5 separate regions of the Mus musculus genome follow, and all the other regions are linked to region 3. A link is a contact called in public promoter capture Hi-C data. All regions are on one chromosome and are shown on one strand. The core of a region is the stretch at or near the end of the contact, and the rest is flanking DNA. Distances in the headings are between cores, read along the strand shown. Region 1 holds the start of Dcps (decapping enzyme, scavenger). Region 2 holds the start of Scn3b (sodium channel, voltage-gated, type III, beta). Region 3 holds the start of Ccdc15 (coiled-coil domain containing 15). Region 4 holds the start of Fam118b (family with sequence similarity 118, member B). Region 5 holds the start of 4930581F22Rik (RIKEN cDNA 4930581F22 gene).

The links. Promoter capture Hi-C pulls out the DNA fragments that hold promoters and counts their contacts. Capture Hi-C pulls out chosen DNA fragments and counts their contacts.
Region 1: a promoter capture Hi-C map of liver shows a contact between it and region 3, with 2.5 times the contacts expected there. The contact joins the promoter of Dcps here to the promoter of Ccdc15 in region 3. A contact is called at or near these places in 2 of 39 promoter capture datasets (liver and pre-B cells) and 1 of 9 other capture datasets (liver).
Region 2: a promoter capture Hi-C map of hippocampal neurons shows a contact between it and region 3, with 6 times the contacts expected there. The contact joins the promoter of Scn3b here to the promoter of Ccdc15 in region 3. A contact is called at or near these places in 2 of 39 promoter capture datasets (cranial neural crest and hippocampal neurons) and 1 of 115 datasets of contacts at active chromatin or transcription factors (astrocytes).
Region 4: a promoter capture Hi-C map of pre-B cells shows a contact between it and region 3. The contact joins the promoter of Fam118b here to the promoter of Ccdc15 in region 3. A contact is called at or near these places in 4 of 39 promoter capture datasets (embryonic stem cells, erythroid cells, liver and 1 more) and 2 of 9 other capture datasets (adipose tissue and liver).
Region 5: a contact with region 3 is called in a promoter capture Hi-C map of pre-B cells, with 4 times the contacts expected there. The contact joins the promoter of 4930581F22Rik here to the promoter of Ccdc15 in region 3. A contact is called at or near these places in 3 of 39 promoter capture datasets (cranial neural crest, erythroid cells and pre-B cells) and 1 of 9 other capture datasets (liver).

What each region holds. Positions count from the first base shown.
Region 1 is chr9:35,173,835-35,177,312 of GRCm38.p6, reverse strand. It overlaps Dcps (decapping enzyme, scavenger), which reads left to right and starts at 1,326. Exons shown (of 6, transcript NM_027030.2): 1 at 1,326-1,542. The coding sequence starts at 1,345.
Region 2 is chr9:40,267,944-40,271,124 of GRCm38.p6, reverse strand. Scn3b (sodium channel, voltage-gated, type III, beta) reads right to left here and starts at 1,909. Exons shown (of 7, transcript NM_001083917.1): 1 at 1,523-1,909; 2 at 1,078-1,157. The coding sequence starts at 1,132.
Region 3 is chr9:37,346,843-37,350,369 of GRCm38.p6, reverse strand. It overlaps Ccdc15 (coiled-coil domain containing 15), which reads left to right and starts at 2,013. Exons shown (of 16, transcript NM_001081429.2): 1 at 2,013-2,336; 2 at 2,447-2,632. The coding sequence starts at 2,453.
Region 4 is chr9:35,265,986-35,269,226 of GRCm38.p6, reverse strand. Fam118b (family with sequence similarity 118, member B) reads left to right here and starts at 1,422. Exons shown (of 8, transcript NM_194257.2): 1 at 1,422-1,504. It overlaps Rpusd4 (RNA pseudouridylate synthase domain containing 4), which reads right to left and starts at 1,346. Exons shown (of 7, transcript NM_028040.2): 1 at 1,149-1,346; 2 at 660-825. The coding sequence starts at 1,337.
Region 5 is chr9:35,115,206-35,118,309 of GRCm38.p6, reverse strand. 4930581F22Rik (RIKEN cDNA 4930581F22 gene) reads right to left here and starts at 1,582. Exons shown (of 6, transcript NR_029475.1): 1 at 1,470-1,582; 2 at 1-941. St3gal4 (ST3 beta-galactoside alpha-2,3-sialyltransferase 4) reads left to right here and starts at 1,446. Exons shown (of 11, transcript NM_009178.4): 1 at 1,446-1,612. It overlaps LOC115487216 (a long non-coding RNA gene), which reads left to right. Exons shown (of 3, transcript XR_003948311.1): 3 at 1,022-1,110.

The DNA of each region.
Region 1 (3,478 bases), core at 77-2,576, 2.2 Mb after region 3:
TTCTCTATAGCCAGAAAAAAGCCTTTTTGTTTCTATACTGTACAACCGGAGATGCCTGCCTTCCTGTGCTGAGGACACGGAGATAAAAATTCAGAAAGAACTCACTCCCCACTCCTGCCTTGTAAATTTCACCAAGGACACCGGGAAGAGAAGAACTCTTCCCAACTCCTCCCAACTCTCCTCCCAATTCCTCCCAACTCCTCAGCTACCTGTTAAAAGCCCCCTACTGTCACTGCTCAGGGTCGAACTCCCCTGCCCTGCAGGGCAGGCAGCAGGCGGAGGGACTTTGTCCTCAGCTAGCTGATAATAAAACCTCTTGCAGTTTGCATCAGGTGTGGTTTTCTCTCGAGATGTTGGGGTGTTGGCCAGCTCATCCCGGGACTTGAGCGGAGGCCCAGCATTGGGGTTCTTACACTTGACAATATTTGGAGTTGCCAACTGAAAGGGAGTGGGAAAAGGGCTAGCCTGTACGAATGGCCACACCAGTCACCTACAAAATCTAAAAACGCTGAGTTTTATTACTATTCCTTTACAATAAAAGAATACAAACTACTTCTCTGGGTAATAGGGAAGAACTACAGGCAAAGTGGATTTAGGAAGTTATGGAAAGACATGTATAATCCGTCTTGTCAGCTTACTTTTTCTTATCTACAAACAAATAAAAAACCCAAAAGGCTAAGTCTACACATAAAGGGAAAACAATTGATGTAAAATAACGAAAGTAGGAGAAAATGAACAATAGTTTACGTACTCACTTTTTAAAAACAACAACCAAGCCCCGAAGGTAGTGGCGTACGCCTTTAATCTCTACACTGGAGTCAGAGGCAAGTGGATCCAGCCTAGTCCATACAGATACCCTGTCTCAAAACAACAAAAACCAAGAAACAAAATGCCTTGTCGATTTATTTAAAACAAAATAAAACATTCCTTGCACGCCCACTCGTGAGTTGGGACCTTAATGTAAAACGTCATTATTTAACACTCTGTATCCATCATCATACAGCACCCAAAAGTGTTTTCGGTTTCCCATCCCAGGAGCTGGGCTAAGGTGGGCCTCTTTATTGTCACACACCTCTACTCCACCTCGTTAGGACCTCGCTGGTTTCCTTTCCCTTCCTCATCGCCTTCTAGGCAAAAGTCATTGGAAGGCCCTCACCCAAACAGGTGCAAAAACTGCAGAAGCGGACTACAACTCGAAGCATGCCGGGAAATGGAGTAGCGGACGTGCCTGCGCGGAGCATGCCGGGAGTTGAAGTCCAGTCCCTCACAGACTGTGAGGAAGGACCGCAAGGGGCGTGGGCGGAGGCTTCTTCGTGCAGGCGGGTACGGTTCTTCCCAGGCAGCATGGCGGATACAGCGCCTCAACTCAAGAGAAAGCGCGAACAGGAGGCAGAGGAGGCAGAAACCCCCAGCACAGAGGAGAAGGAAGCAGGCGTTGGCAATGGCACCTCTGCCCCTGTCCGCTTACCGTTCTCCGGCTTTAGAGTACAAAAAGTGCTCAGGGAGTCTGCGCGGGACAAAATTATTTTCCTGCATGGGAAGGTACCATTAAATAACCCGGGGGACGCGGGAAGGAGGGAACCAGTCTTCGTGTCAGAAGCGGATTTGTTTCCATTCTGGGAACTACCAGTCACGTTATTCGGGGAAGGTGGAGTGTGCCACTACCATGATACCTGTAGCGACAAGATTGCTGTGTAATTAAAGGAATGCGCACATCTAGGTCTAATTGCCCCAATTTCTCCTTCCCTAGAAATAGATGCCAGTTTTAAAATCACGTGTTAAACTCCCCAAGCCATTCATCATCGTTTATTTTACGTATGAAGACGCCAGGAACTCAGCAAGTGTTTGTTCTGCATCTTGTCTCTGGAAATGACGAGATAACTATTGAGATGTGGTCCCTGCTTTATGTGACTTCAGCCTAAGTTGTTAACCCTTTCCACATGCTGTGTGCTCTCATGTATGAGGGGGATCCAGGCGTGTGCATGGCATGTGGAGACCACTGTCCCTGTTCTGGGTCTCCTGGACTGCAAACTACTAAGGAGTTAGCTGGTTCTGCATACATTGTGCTTAGCTGTCTAGCAGGAACGGAGGAGAGTTGGAGACCATCACAAACTACTGAGGCAACTAGTCAAGGCAGATACGGAGGTTTCTCTAGAATGGGCTGCTTGAAACTTCCACGTGTGACTTCATTCTGCTGAGAAAGTTTTATACAACCCTGGGTATATAGGCATATATAATATATAACACACACACACATATATATATATATCTTTGGTATACTTACATATTTTCATTAAAGATGTAAACAAATTTGCATGCTTACAAATGACATGGATGTGCCTGCTTATAAAGAATGAGCTCTTGGCTGACCAATGCAGCAGGATATAGAGCATTTTGAGCCTTTTTCAGAGTTGATCAATATTTTCATTTGATAATAGTGCTGAGAATGCTACTTTGTATTAATATGTAGTACAGAGTGGCAGAATTGCGACTACTATGGTTAGCTGTTTGTCTCCTTTTGAGCTTGACAAGTACCATTTCAGAAACTGTTGGAGATACAGTCCTAATCCCAAGCCATATTCATTTAACAACTTTTAAAAATGAAACTCAGCAACTCAAACAGCACTTTATTTTTTACTACAGCGGGGGCGGGGCGGGGGGGGAGCACACCATGGCATACATGTGAAGGTCCGGGAACAACTTTGTGGAGAGGGTTCTCTCCTTCTTCCTGTACATGGGTTCTGGGGACTCAAACAGAGGTTGTCAGGCTTGTGTGCCCAGCATCTTCACTTGCTGATCCGTGCCAGCAGGCCTTGAGCAGCACTTCAAACCAAAACCAAACGTTTTAGCACAATACAACTCAAAGGTCTAGTGATTGAATCCTTACGTGCTGAAGAATAATGATGGGGAAATACTATGCTTTTGTTTTCCGTAGTTAAGCCATTTAAGAGCAAAACCACTTTGTATGTTCCCAGAAGGAACTTCAGTTCACAAGGCGTGGTAATCTTGGATCTGAGGCAAGGTGTTTCAGGCAGGGTTTGTTGGTGCTACCTGGCTTAACGGTATGCACAGTACAAAGTGTGTATATGATAGGTGATTAGATCCGAGACCATGGTAAATCTGCACTGCAGCACAGGTGAGCACCACCAGAAACACCTCCAACTTATTGTGTATTTCATTGTGAATTAATTTCTAGTCCTTGTGTGCTTGGAAATCATATTTACTTATGTGATTTATAACATATATATATATATTCATATATATACATATATATGTATATATATACACACACACATATATACACATAATCCTAAATACAAAAATACAACTTGCTTGTCCAAATAAAGTTACTTGTGTGTGTGTATGTATGTGTACATACATATATACATACAGTTACTTGGTATTAGATAACTGATTTGGGGATCCTTCCATGGGGAAGACTGTGTTGCCTGCTGTCAGCATTCATTAGTTGCTGTAC
Region 2 (3,181 bases), core at 660-3,159, 2.9 Mb before region 3:
ATCAACTGAAGAGCACCTATACTTGAACCAAGGGCAGAGTCAAAGACATGAAAGCAAAACTGTTAGAAGCACACACACACACACACACACACACACACACACACACACACACACACTGTTAAGTCTCACTAGTCCATTCAGATACTCATACTGACATGCTCAGATGCATGCCTGGGCACACACTTATAAACAGAGACATACATTAACATACTGTAAAACACTGTGTGTGTCACACACTCACATATTAGCACTTAGATGTTCAATTCCCTTAGCACACATTCAGGTATCCAATTGTGAGCTATGCTTGAAGCTGTTTAGCCCAGCATTATTGTCACAAGTCCCTTATTTGGAGGGGCAATGTCATCTGAGTCTCTTACAACTGACAACCAAGAAAAAAACAAAAAACAAAAAAAACAAAGATCCAGAAACAAACCCAAGAACAACAAAACCAGCTTACCAAATATCAAAGCCCTTCAGTTCCTGCAAACTAAATGCATTTCTCATCTGTCTATCAGTGCACAGCAGCAAATGGCTGGAACTGCTATCCCATCCATTCTTAGTTAAAATTTAACAGATGGACAAGCTATAGTTTCTCTCTCTCAAAATTCATGCATCCAGGTTTTGTGCTTTTTTTTAAACCATAGAGAGAAATGAGTGTGCCCCCCCCCCCCACACACACATACACCAAATCATTGAGATTTTCAGGACTGACTGACTCTTCACTGAGCGATGCAAATGTAAAAAATGCAAGCAAGATTTTGAAATAATAAACGGATACATTCCTTTTCAGCAAAGGGGGAAGGGAGGAGAAAAAATAAAAATTAGGAAAGACGGGAATCAGAGAAGCATTAAAGATGGTTAGGAGGGAAAAAAAAATCAAGGCACAGGGAGCAGGGAGGTGCCTTTGCAAACCTCCAAACCCAGGTCTCTGGGAGCGCGTGTGGATCTCCATGTCTGGCAAAAATGCACAGAGAGAAACCAGAGCTCCTTTTTGTCACCATCGACATCACTTAAGTGTTGTTATTGTTAGCACGATGCGTGGTATTAGCACATTGCAAGGCAGGGTGCTGTACTTACCCCAGTAGATGAGCACTAGAGAAGCTAGGGGAAGCAATCTGTTGAAGGCAGGCATCTTTTCTCGTAAGTGGTTTCTGGAACTGAACAGAGAGGATCTCTGTCAAGGACTGAGCCCTCTGATTCTTTCGAGGAAACCTTCAGGGATTAACTGCCCCTAAGGGAGCGGACCTTCTGAGTGGGAGGAGGAAGAAAAAGGTCAAGTCCCCTTCCTAGGGGGTCTGCGGGATCTGGAGCCCAGTGTAGGTGTCAGCTGAAGCCACCTCGCTAAAGCGAGCCTCGGGGCTTGGCTCAGCACCACGGACAGTAGCCTTCCCGCCCACCCCACTCTTGGAATTCCAACCCTCTCCTCTGCTTGCGTTTGCAACCAAAGCAAAGTGGACTGGGAAGGGAGTCTCGCAGCCGGCGCGGGGATGCTGGCCTGTGGAAGGAGTCAGTGTTGATTCACCTCTCGCCTCCCCTAGGGACAGCGACTTCGATCCACCGAGACTCAGAATCTCGGGCTTCTACGGCGGGGCAGGCTTCTCCAGCTGGGCGTGTCCCCACTCCAGCCGTCGTCTGGGCTACAGAATGTGTTCCACTTCAGTCTTGTACACAGCAGCCCCGGGCTCCCATGAGGTCCACCAGGCGTGGAAAGAGGCGGGAGCTTCGGTGGGACTGGCGATCTCAGAGGTGGAGGCTGGGTAGAGGGGGGGACCCCCTTCCGCGGGGCGCGTCTCTGGATCCTGCGAAGCCCCGATGCTGGGCGATTGGGTGATCAAGCCGCCCCTCTCCAGGGCCACCCCCTAGCTGAATGTGTTGCTAGCCTTGACATGCGCAGGCAGCTCTCTGCCGCTTTGGTCGCTATGGACCCTCCCCCTTGGACACATATTCCCCACCCCTAAACCCACGTGCCCCTCCCAGGGCTGGCGCGTTGAGAAGAGGGGGAGGAGCGCAAACACCCTCCGACCGCGGTGGCTTCTTGTCTGGCTAGCTGGCTGTCACCTCGGTTTTCTACTGTCTGGGTTTCTCTCTGAGTTATGGACACACACATAGCTTCCACCTATTTACCCACCCCCTCCAGGCAACCCCACTCCTGCTGCCTCCCAAATACACTTGCCCACAGCTCTGGGGAATGGAGGGACACATCTCTTTGAAGCAATGATGTCATCTATAATAGTTACAGTACCAGCTAGCTCCTGGCTGGCTTCTCTTCGCCCTCTACTTTATCCCCCCCCCCCTTCTTGCCTCCCCAGCCTTTGAATTGCCTTGATTAATGGGTTCCCACACAAGGGACACAGCAAGGCAATTTCTGCTTGTAGCAAATAGGGTAGGGTGTGGCACACCTGTCCCTACCTCAGTGCTCAGTCTAGTTCCAAATGCGAGCTTCGGATAAGCTTTAGGGTAGGGATAAGGAAGGATGATTTCTCGTTTCCCAAGTTATCTGAGGTGCCCCACCTTCCCCAACCATTTGTAGGCAGATAGACGATGTGATGTTGAGACGGTTTCCAACTCTTAGACGCTCCGAGTCCTAGCAGCTGCTGAGCATCCCCGCCCTATTTCTGGAAGGGAAACCTGAACCTTTACACTCAGTTATAAACTCGAATTGACTTAACGGATTAGGCATGCCTGGAATCGAAGGGAAGGCTTAATGGTGAAAGACTGGTACAAAAGTCTGGCTCCTGCCCAGGCCCTTTTCTCCTGTTCTCTAGCCAAAAAGGGGTGGGGGTCGGGGGGGGGGGCATAACAGTGATATTCCTAAAGGGAATGCGGAGTAACAGCTGACGGTAAATGAACTATACACAGGAAATGCTCCCTGCTAAATGTCACATACACAGTCACAGAAGGTCCTCAGTCAGGTTTCTTCCCGGGCCGAGAGCCACGGGGTCGTAAAACGCCATCTTGTGTTGAGGATCAGCCTTTGAGGTTCTCAAAATCTGCAACATCTTTCACAACTCAGGAATCAGTGAGGCGCTTTCCTGACGAGTGTGCTGGAACTCTCTTGTGTGACAGCTGGCTCTTCACAGCTTAACCGCCCCCCGCCCCCCCCTTCTGACGCGTAAGGAAGTTCTTTGTACTCATTTGACTTCTATACCCATTCCTCCCCAAGCTGCATTAATCGTTCTTG
Region 3 (3,527 bases), core at 764-3,263:
GTTTCAGCTCCTATCTCCTGCAAGGTGGTCTGATAAGTTATTGGCATTCTGGGACATCTATTTCTGATTTCCAGGAAATAAGTTTCCTATATGGCTAGCACCAGACTTCAGCCTTTTCTTTCTCAAATCATGAGATTTTTTTTTGGGGGGGAGGGAGGTCATAGTGGGGCAATTGTTGTAGCCTCTTAACTAGCCTTTCCCCACTTATTTTTATTTGTCTAATTCTCAAGACAGCATATGGAATTTTTTTTAAAGAAAAAAATTGGTACTCATTAGCTCAGAGTTCTCTGATGGTGCTCCATCTCAACACATTATAGTACTCAACATGCTCTATGTTGAGTACTTGGCATGCTCATCTCCATTCTACCCCTTTCATCCTCTTCTAGTCAGCCTCCTTCACTTCTCCCAGTCAGTCAGTGCTCCCACATTAATGCTCATTCTCTACCCAGAAGACAGTGTGTGTGTGTGTGTTGTATGTGGGGGGTATATAGGTGCCTAGGGAGGCAAAAAGAGGACACTGGATCCACGGAGCTGGAGTTATAGGAGAGTGTGAGCACGTGAGTGCTGGCATATGAACTTTAGTCCTCTGGAAGAGCAGGAAGCAGTCTTAATTAACCATCTCTCCAGCTCCTACCTGGAATCATCCTATACCTGGGTATGATGTTTTGTGACTGTTATTCCAGCCCTTGGGAAGCTGAGGCAGGAGGAACCTGAACTACCTAGGAGATCCCATTAAAAGCTGTGAAACAATCAACTATATACCTAAAACCCTCCCTTGAAGAGTATAAAGGCTTGTTCTATGATCATATATAGTTTCTGTTTAAAAGTAGACTAGTTAAAAAAAGTTGGCAGGGTATATAGTTCTTGACCAGCATGTATGAAGCCCTGGGCTTAACTTCCAGTACTGAGTAAAATGAAATACAAACAAAACTCAAAGATCAACTTCAATTGCCCTAGTGATGTCTTCTCTGGAAATGTCCTATCAATGTCAGTGTAAATTCTCCAATGGATTTTAAATTCTCCAAACAAGGGATCTTTGTTCACTGGGAGTATCTGGAGTAACCAGAAAACATACTGATATATAAAATGCTTGCAATAAGGTATGTTGAAGTAAAGCAGGGTGACACGTGCCTGTAACGGCAGCCATTGGGAAGGCTAAGGCAGGAGGATTGCAAGTTCGAGGCCTGGGCTACACAGTGAGTTCAAGTCCAGCATGGGCAACTTAGTGAGACCCTAACTTAAAAGCAAAATTATTAAGGCAGCTAGGGTTTCCACTGCTGCACTTGCCTAGAATGCCAGAGGCCCTTGGTTCAACCCCCAGCACGAATATACACCTTGAGTAAAATGAGTGTATGTCTTTTGGGTTTAATGAAATATCCCAAGCATTGTTTGGAGTGAGTTGTGATGGTCACACACAAGAACATGTCAAAGGTAATCACGAAATAGCGTTGTAAACCTTAGGGGCTGCATAAAAGCGCAGTCTGGTTGATTGTTGGCTTGGTTTGCTTCTCAAGGATCCACTGGCAACATGTTCTTGCCCAGTGGTTCTCAACCTTCCTAATACTGCGACTCTTTAATACAGTTCCTTATGTTGTGGTGACCTACAACCATAAAATTTGGGTGCGACTTCATAACTGTAATTTTGCTCCTGCTATGAACTGTAATGTAAAATATCTCATTGCAGGATATCTGATATGCGACCCCCAGAGGTAGCGACCCTTAGGTTGAGAACTGCTCTGTCTATTCCCGAGATTTCCTCAGCGGTGAACGCTTACTCGCCTGTTCATCATGTCAGACCTCTCACTTCGAGATTTGAGAAGACTACAGCGCCAGTATCCAAAGAGAGGCCGAGTCTAAGCTCGCTGCCGGATTCAACAACCCGCTCTAGTCCTCCCCAACCAAAGGGCAGGAAGCGGAAGTGACGTAATCCCCGCGCTCGGATTCCCGCCTCCCCAGCCCAAGACGGGTGACAAATGCGGAAGAGGCAGGGCAGGCGTGGGCCCCGGGGTGGCAGTTTGCTGTTTGTCCTTTGCGTAGCAGCCCGCGGAGTTTGAGTCTGTGTGTGAGACGGACCGGATCGCGGCAGGCTCCAGGCTTCACAGGTCTCCTATCCAACTGTTGGAGCCTCACAGGACCCCGCTTTCCTGGCCGGGCTTCAGACGCCCCCCACCTCCTGTGCCCAGGCTTCTTAAGACCCCCGGCTCCTGCCCGGGCCTTAGACTCCCCTCCAGCCCCATGCCGTGGGCCGGCGCTTTTCCACCCGCGGTCATCTCAGACTCAAGCCCTGCCCTTAGCGCCCGCCTATGCTCACCTCTGGGCAGGCTTTCATCTCCCAAGTAAATCCTTGTTTTTTCGTCCTCTCATCTCCGTTCCTTCTAGAAAGTAATTTTTACGCCTTTCCCCCTTGTCTTAAGCCTTGTCCCTCTTTCTCTTTTCTTCTAACCAGAAGTCAATGCCAGGAGGTATGGCGCCCCTCAAGAAGCCTCGGAATCCCACAAAATTGCCCCTGGCTTTAAATCCCACGAAGAGCAAGGACGTTTTGGCAGTGCTGGCTGAGAGGAACCAGGCCATAATACCAGTTGGGGCTTGGGTGGAACCTGCCTCACCAAATTGGTCGGGAATTCCAGCACATGTGAGTGTCAGTTGACCCGGTTACTGTGATCGCTGCCAGCCCTTTTTATTAGCCTTCTCTAAATTTTTGGTACTTAAAGAAAGATGAACTGCTGGAGGATGCTGTTTCCATTCTGATACAGGTTATATTCTTGCGTCAAAATTATACAACAATGATGTGTTTTCCAAAACTTGCTTCATCTTTGGTTGACACAATCAAATATTAACTTAGTTCTTACTACATACCAGCAAGTAGGCTAGTTTACTTCACAAACATGGTTGTTTGCTGTGAATGGCATAGGTACTGTGTACAATTTCCCGACACTGTAACATAAGAAGAATGACAGTTGGTCACTCTTCAAATGTTAAGTAGTTGCTCAGAGTTTATAAGTTTTTAAATGCAGATCCAGGCAAAATGAAAATAAGAAAATAAAAGAAAGAGGTTAATCCTGATAGACTCTGAGGAAGTTGTAAATTCCACGGGGCCAAGGAACTTCTTGTTTATTTTTGTTTTTGGGGTAAACTAGGTCCTTAGGATGTAGTTGTTGAACGAATGAGGAACTATGGTCATTGTCTGTGAAGGAATAGAAATGCTGTACACTCAGGGTAGAAGCATTTCAGATGAAGAAATGCCCTTTCAAAAGTTTACACATGTAAATATTTGATTTAATTTAATTTAATTTTTGATTTAATTTAATTTAATTTAATTTAATGTAAATATTTGATTTATTTACACATGTAAATATTTGATATTTGATTGTAAATATTTGATGTAAATATTTGTTAGTATTTGCTAACAAATGAGAGTGGTTTTGCTAGTTTTTTTTGGCTTTATTTAGTATTTTTTCTTTCTTTTTTTAATTAATTAATTAATTAATTTATTTTTATTACATATTTTCCTCAATTACATTTCCAAT
Region 4 (3,241 bases), core at 173-2,672, 2.1 Mb after region 3:
ATTTACTTTCCTCCTGCAGACCTTTGACAAATGTTTTTTTTTTTTTTTTTTTTTTTTCCCTTTCAATTCTGACTCACTTCAGCCGTCCCCCATCAGAACACTCAGCAGCATCAGGACATCTATTAAGTTCCAGTCCCTCTGGGGTTACTGTGTACCGCAACCGTGTGTATTATTTCCTCTTCCCAGCCTTGTCTCTCTACCTCTCTCATTTTGAAATGAAGTTTTGCTGCTGCTGAGACTGATCTGAACATGAACACCGGATCCTCCCCTAGACCTGGGGCGGCAGTCGCACACTGGCTCCCAACTCCTTTTTCGTTGTTGTTTTGTTTTAACCACTTTGATGGAAAATAACAGTTAGCAAGTAACTTTTTGTATTTCTCCGCATCGATTCTTGTGGGTGGCTGTACACAGCCCACAGTGCAGAACTGAGCTTCTGTATCTCTCTGCAATAATTCCTGTGGGAGGCTGCATACAGCTCACTGTCAGGTATCTGCAAGTGGGGACTAGACACTGGTTTGTTACCAGTAGTCACATACATGGGATAATAAGGTTTAATTAACTTGAATTCAAGAGTGTCTCATGAATAAAGCTTCAGGGGTGACCCTAGATGGAAGAGGAAGCAGCAGCAGGTTTCTCTCCTTAGCCCACATGGCTCTTACCATGGACAGGGAGACCATAGGGTTTATTAATGACCACGAGGTCGTTGTCCTGGTGGAGAATCCTTCGGCTCAGTTCCTTAGCAAGCACATTGGGGTGAACTCGCTGCAGCTGCTGTGTGAATCGCACTAGTTCCTGCACTCTCCGCTGAACGGGGTTTGTAGGCACCTAAGGAAAGAGAAAGGTGGAAAAAGCTTAATGAAGGAGTGAAGCGCTGGGAATGGCCTTAAGTGCGATTTAGGTGGAAATCCGTGGAATGACTGTACTGTATAATTTGACTCATGTTTCCTTTGGGACCATACATAGCCATCTGTCTTATCTGCATACCCACGCGGTGGGTCTGGCAGTAGCAAAAGTGCGGTATTCCGACTACCACACAGAATATTCTCAACATTGATGTACTTGCTGTTACAGGACCTGCCTACCACACCCCACACCTAAGAAAGCCGTGAGAGCATCGCTTCTCGGAAGTTGAGTCTCTCTAGACTCACCCGCACTTCCTTTGCCTTTTGCTCTTGTTTCTGGGCTCGGAGCTTCTCTGCCAATCTCTGAGCATTCAGGGGCCTAGAGGAAGTAGCGCTGGAACAAAACGACCAGGAGCCGGGAGTGAACAATCTCCCGGGACGCGAACTCATACTCAAAAGCTGGACACCAGGCGTACGCAAGCAGGGCGCGGCCATCTTGGCGAGGGCGGGGCCGGACAGCGCGGAGAGGAGGAAGGGGGGGGGGGTGGGCCCTGCTGATCACGTGGGCAGGTAGCCTACGGGTCACGTGGGGCGGTGCGCGCTCAGTGCGGCTGCGCCGGCCGGTAGCTGCAGCTGGAGCGGTGGCGTTTGGAGCAGACGCGGTGAGTGTGTGGGGAAGCCAGGCGAGGGCTGGGAAATGCCGGTGCCCCAACGGTTTTCGCATGGCCCGGATCTCCATTCTTGGAGAGCACTGCCCTGGCAAGCGTGTCTCGCTTCGGGGCACGACTCCACGCAGAAACACTTCCCCGCCCCCGCGTCCTTAGAAGTGAAGCTGGCTGCTCCTCAGTCTTTACCGGCACCTGTCTGGTCCCTCTTAGCAACCAGGTCCTCGGCGGGTCCTCAGAGGGACGTGTGGTGTTCTTTCTCGTTTTCTTGCCGCTCGTCCTCCGGAGATCCCCAGATCTCTCATATTCCAACCTCCCGCTTTGCGACTGCCAACCCCTTTGTTTCGCGTTGTTTGTAGCCAGTCCTCCCGAAGATGACGGTTCTTTTCCTTCATCCAGGACCCCCGCCCCATACGTCCTACCTCGAGAGCGCTACGGGTTTATACTGACCTTTCTCTAGAGTTCGTTTCTTGGGGTCTCCTCTTTCTTCCCTTATCTACTCTTCCCAAGGAAAGTAAAGAGCTTTTCCCCCTTTGCCTCCTTTAGTCTTTCCTTCCATAGCTTGAAACCGTCGAACCCTCTCTCTCTCTCTCTCCCTTTCCTACAAGAGACTCCCGAACTGCAAACGACGACTCTCCTATCGCCAAAGGGCAGCTGGGAATATGAACAGCTGTTTTGGAATGGTAATCTCGAAAACACCTTGGGATGCGCATGCCGTTTGCTGGGGAAGCTGATGCTGAAGGGATGTCGTGAGAACTAGTGACTCTTCCCTCAAGATAGCCAGATTGCATTTCAGTTAGAGAATGAATAGTTGAATTAGGCTTGGGTGTTTCTCCCTCCAAAATGAATTAGCAGAAGGAAACCACATGTGAAACAGTTGAACAGGTGAATAGCCTCAGAAGACTAGAAGTTGAAGAATTTAAACTTCATGTGATAGTTGGATCTTTGAAACTTCTTGAGAAATCCCTTGCAAGTGGTATTGTAGAGAGGAATGTGGCAATACAAAGCAGGACAGATCAAAAAGGAAAGTATATCCGGGAAACCAACTAGGCTGCTGTAATGTAGATGATCATTAATGAAGCCCCGTCCCATTCCGCGGTCTTTTCCCCCCTGCTAAGTACTGTCCTTGAAATGTGAATTACCAGCTATACAGTCAAGGTGTGATGTGAATTACTGGAGGACTTCTTTCATCCCCAAACCTGTTAATATAGTAAGCTCACAAATATTTTATGTGGCTGCAGTGATTCTGAGTTAGGTTGGGTTGTTGTTTGCTTTCTGTCTGTCTGTCTGTCTGTCTGTCTTAAAGGTCTCACATTGTAGACCAGACTAGCCTCCAATTCATGGACCTTTTTCTCTGCTTCCCTAGTGCTAGAATAAAAGACTACACCCCCACACACCCAGTCTGTTTATGAACATTTTGAACAGTTATATTTCTGTCAGTTTTTTTTTTTTTTTTGACGTGAAGAACGAAGGTAGAGAATGGTGGGAAGACTTGTCTGTATTTCTGTAATAAGATAAGTGATCTGGATGTAGTTCCATGGGAACAGTTTGGGAAACACTGTTTCTTCTATTAGTGGCTTTGTCCCCTCTCACCAATAAATTCACAAGTAGAACACCTATATAAAATTTGAGAAATTCCACTCTAAAAGAATTATCCTTTCTGATAAGCTCCAGTTCCATGTTCTAATGTCTCTGAACTGCTGAGGATCACGTGTTAGTCACATGAAAGCCCCT
Region 5 (3,104 bases), core at 333-2,832, 2.2 Mb after region 3:
AGACTTATCCAGGTTTGGAGGCCGGGCAACTGTTTCTTGAATCAACTTGCCAGACATATTTCAGTTGTTCTTTCTCCCCGAGCAGTTTTTCTTTTGCCTTCTTCTTTTTCCCTTGCCAAACACAGAGACATAGTCATTGTATTGTCTATTCCCAGCTTAGCTCCAGACCAGGACATGAAATGTAATAAATATTTGTTGAGTGACTAGGTGACTGTCAGGCCAAAGGTACCATTCAAATAAAACTAGGTTTTGGTGAGCTGCCAAAGAGCTTCCACCTATGCAAGGTATAATTCAGATGGAAACAGCCGGAATGGAAGAAGCTGGAGGCCACCTCTTCGTTTTGTTGTGAATTGGAGAGTCCCAACACATGAGACCTCCAGCTTCCCCTGACGATGACTTTAAACTCCGTTAAAACCCTGGGCACTTACTGTCAGTTATTCACATCTTACTTACACTTAGTCACATCCTGTGCCGCCTGTTTCTTGATGGGAGTCCAGCACAACACCCGCCACCCCTTCTCTGCAACTAGATAGCAAGCTTCCGGGGGAAGGGGGACTGGATCTAATACTTTCCTTGTAGCCCCAGGGTGCTCAAGCTAGGAACTGGGTAACACTGTGCTGACTCCTGAAATGGACAGTCCTGCAGGGTGGTTTCTGCACTGTTTGCAGTCCAGGCAATTCTAGAGCCCACGGCATCAGGGTTAAAGGCTTGAAGGGGTTTCCTCTGGAGACAGGATGCCTGGCGCCTTCAGCAAGAACGGAAACTGAGAAGTTATCCAAGGCTAAGAGAGGGTATGCAAAGGAGGAAGAGCTAAGGGAGCAGTTTGGGGCGCATAGGCCGGCCTGGGGCAGAGAAAAGGCTCGTCAATTTAGGTCACCTGACTGCCATGAGGGCATGGGAGGATATTGGAAGGATGGACTTCTATTCCTGTTCTTGAGTTTCTGTAGAGAGAAAAGGATACTTTTTTTTTTTTTAACCGCGCGGGGACAGCAAAGAAGCCTTTCTTGGTTATTGTTTCCAGGAGAGCGTGGGATCAGTGCTAGAGGCAACGTTGGGCATACTCATCTTGGAGCCATTCACAGGCAGCGCTTGCCCTGGGTTTGCCCTCACCCGATCCAGCCTCCCGCACCCCGGCCGTCTCTCTCCAGGCCAGGGAGGCCTCCAGGCCAACCCCAGTCTCCCCGCGGCCTCACACCCTCGCCCTCCTTCCTCTGCGCCCTCCCTCCCTCCTTACTCCCTCCTTTCTCTGCGTCCTCCCTCCTTCGGCGCGCCCTCCCTCCTCGATGCCCTCCCTCCCTTCTTAGCTCCCTCCTTTCTCCGCGCCCTCCCTCTCTCGGTGCGCCCTCCCTCCAGCGCGGCGTTCGCGGCTGTCGGCTTCCCGACCGTGTGCGCAAGCGTGTCCGGCCCCTTCCCCGCCCCCCGCCCCCCGCCCAAGCCCTGGCCCCCGCCTCCCCTTCAGGCGGACTTGCCCGCTCCCAGGCCGGCCCCGCTCCCGGGACAGGGACCGGGCCGAGCGGAGCCACTGCGCCAGTGCTGCCCCGCCAGTCGGGGCGCCTAACGGATCGGAGCTGCGCGCGGATTTACCTCGCCCCGCCCCGCTCCACCCGCGAGGGTGAGTACGCGGCAGCCGGGCTCTGGGGCCCCGCGGCGGAGGGCGGGGAGTGACGGGGCTGCGAGGCTGCAGCCTCCCGCCACGGCTCGGAGAGGTGGTCGGGGGGCCCCGCACGTGGACGCCACGCTGCACGGGGTTGGTGTAGGGTGGCCACAGCCCTGGGGAGCTGGGTCCCTTGCTTGGACTAGATTTTCGCGGGAAGCCTGACTTGTCTCGCTCTCTAGGAGTGAGTGAGCAGGACAATCCTCCGGAAAGTTTCTAACCCCCAACCCTGTCGCTCTTGCGTCCTAGCTGAATGGGTGACTATCACCTCTAGCATCCTCCGAAGTCAGGACGTGTGGGCTGGCTTTGCTAGAGGTGACAAGTTTTGCAGGGTCTGCCTGTGTGCTGGAGTTGCAAGGTCGCTGAGGCAAAGCCCAAAGGTGGGCTTGCCAAATTGCAGGGTGGCTGTGTCCAGGGATTAGGGGGGGTCTTTGGGCCAACTGTGCTTCAAAGTTGCCTGGGTAATGGGCAGTGAGAAGGCCTAGGATAAGACTGAGAAGTTAACCTAGAGCTGGGGCAGAACCCTTGTCTATGTCTGTTCTAGGTGCCTCTCTGAGACCCTTGCTGGCTGAGACCTATGGGCAGCCCCGAGATGCCAACGTGTCTTGTACCACTGCCATTCCTCCCAGACCGAGGGGTAGACTTTCTGGTTTATGAGTCTGATCTACTCTGTTCTCTGTCCTCTAGGCTAGATCCTCCCCCCCCCCTCCCCCCGGTCAGGCTTAAAAGGCTAGTCTGGGTTTGAATAGTACCACAGTGATAGTTGTCTCTCACAAGGGGCACACACCAATACCACAGGGCAGGGTCAGTGCTACAGATCCCACTTGGCCCCTCCAGGCCTCTCTACCCAGGGGGTTGTAAACGAATTGATATGTGTAAGTATCAGGGGTACAGAGGGAATGTTGTGAGTTTGCTAGTGAAACACCATCCATAACCTTACTTTCCCAGGCACCCCTAGAGTGCTACCTAGGAGGTGCCAGTCACTTAGGGCCTCAGAAATAACTGGACATGTTTTGTTCTGTTGGGAGTTGGTCTGCAAACATCCTTTGAGAAAACTGACACCGCTCGGCTTCCTCAAACTTATTCTGCCTCTGCCCTACTCTGAGCATCCCCTATGGCCTGTCCTGTTGCATAGGGGAAGGCATCTTTGGCTGCTTACTGAACCCTGGGCCTCACCTCCCACTCATTTCACCCTCCTCAACACATCCGATCCCCCAGCCCCACTACAGCAAGCCAGGAGTTGGGCCAGTCCCCAAAGATTTCAAGGTGATGATGGAGATAAAGAGAGGTATGCAGGCAGAAGTCATAAAAGTAAATTAGGGACTGGGGGTGTGGTTCAGTGACAGACGGAGCTGCCTACAATCCCAGTACTGGGGGGGGGGGCGGCGGGGGGGGGGGAGGACGGACAACGACACAAGGAATGCAGTTGGTAAAGTGTTTACCTGTCATA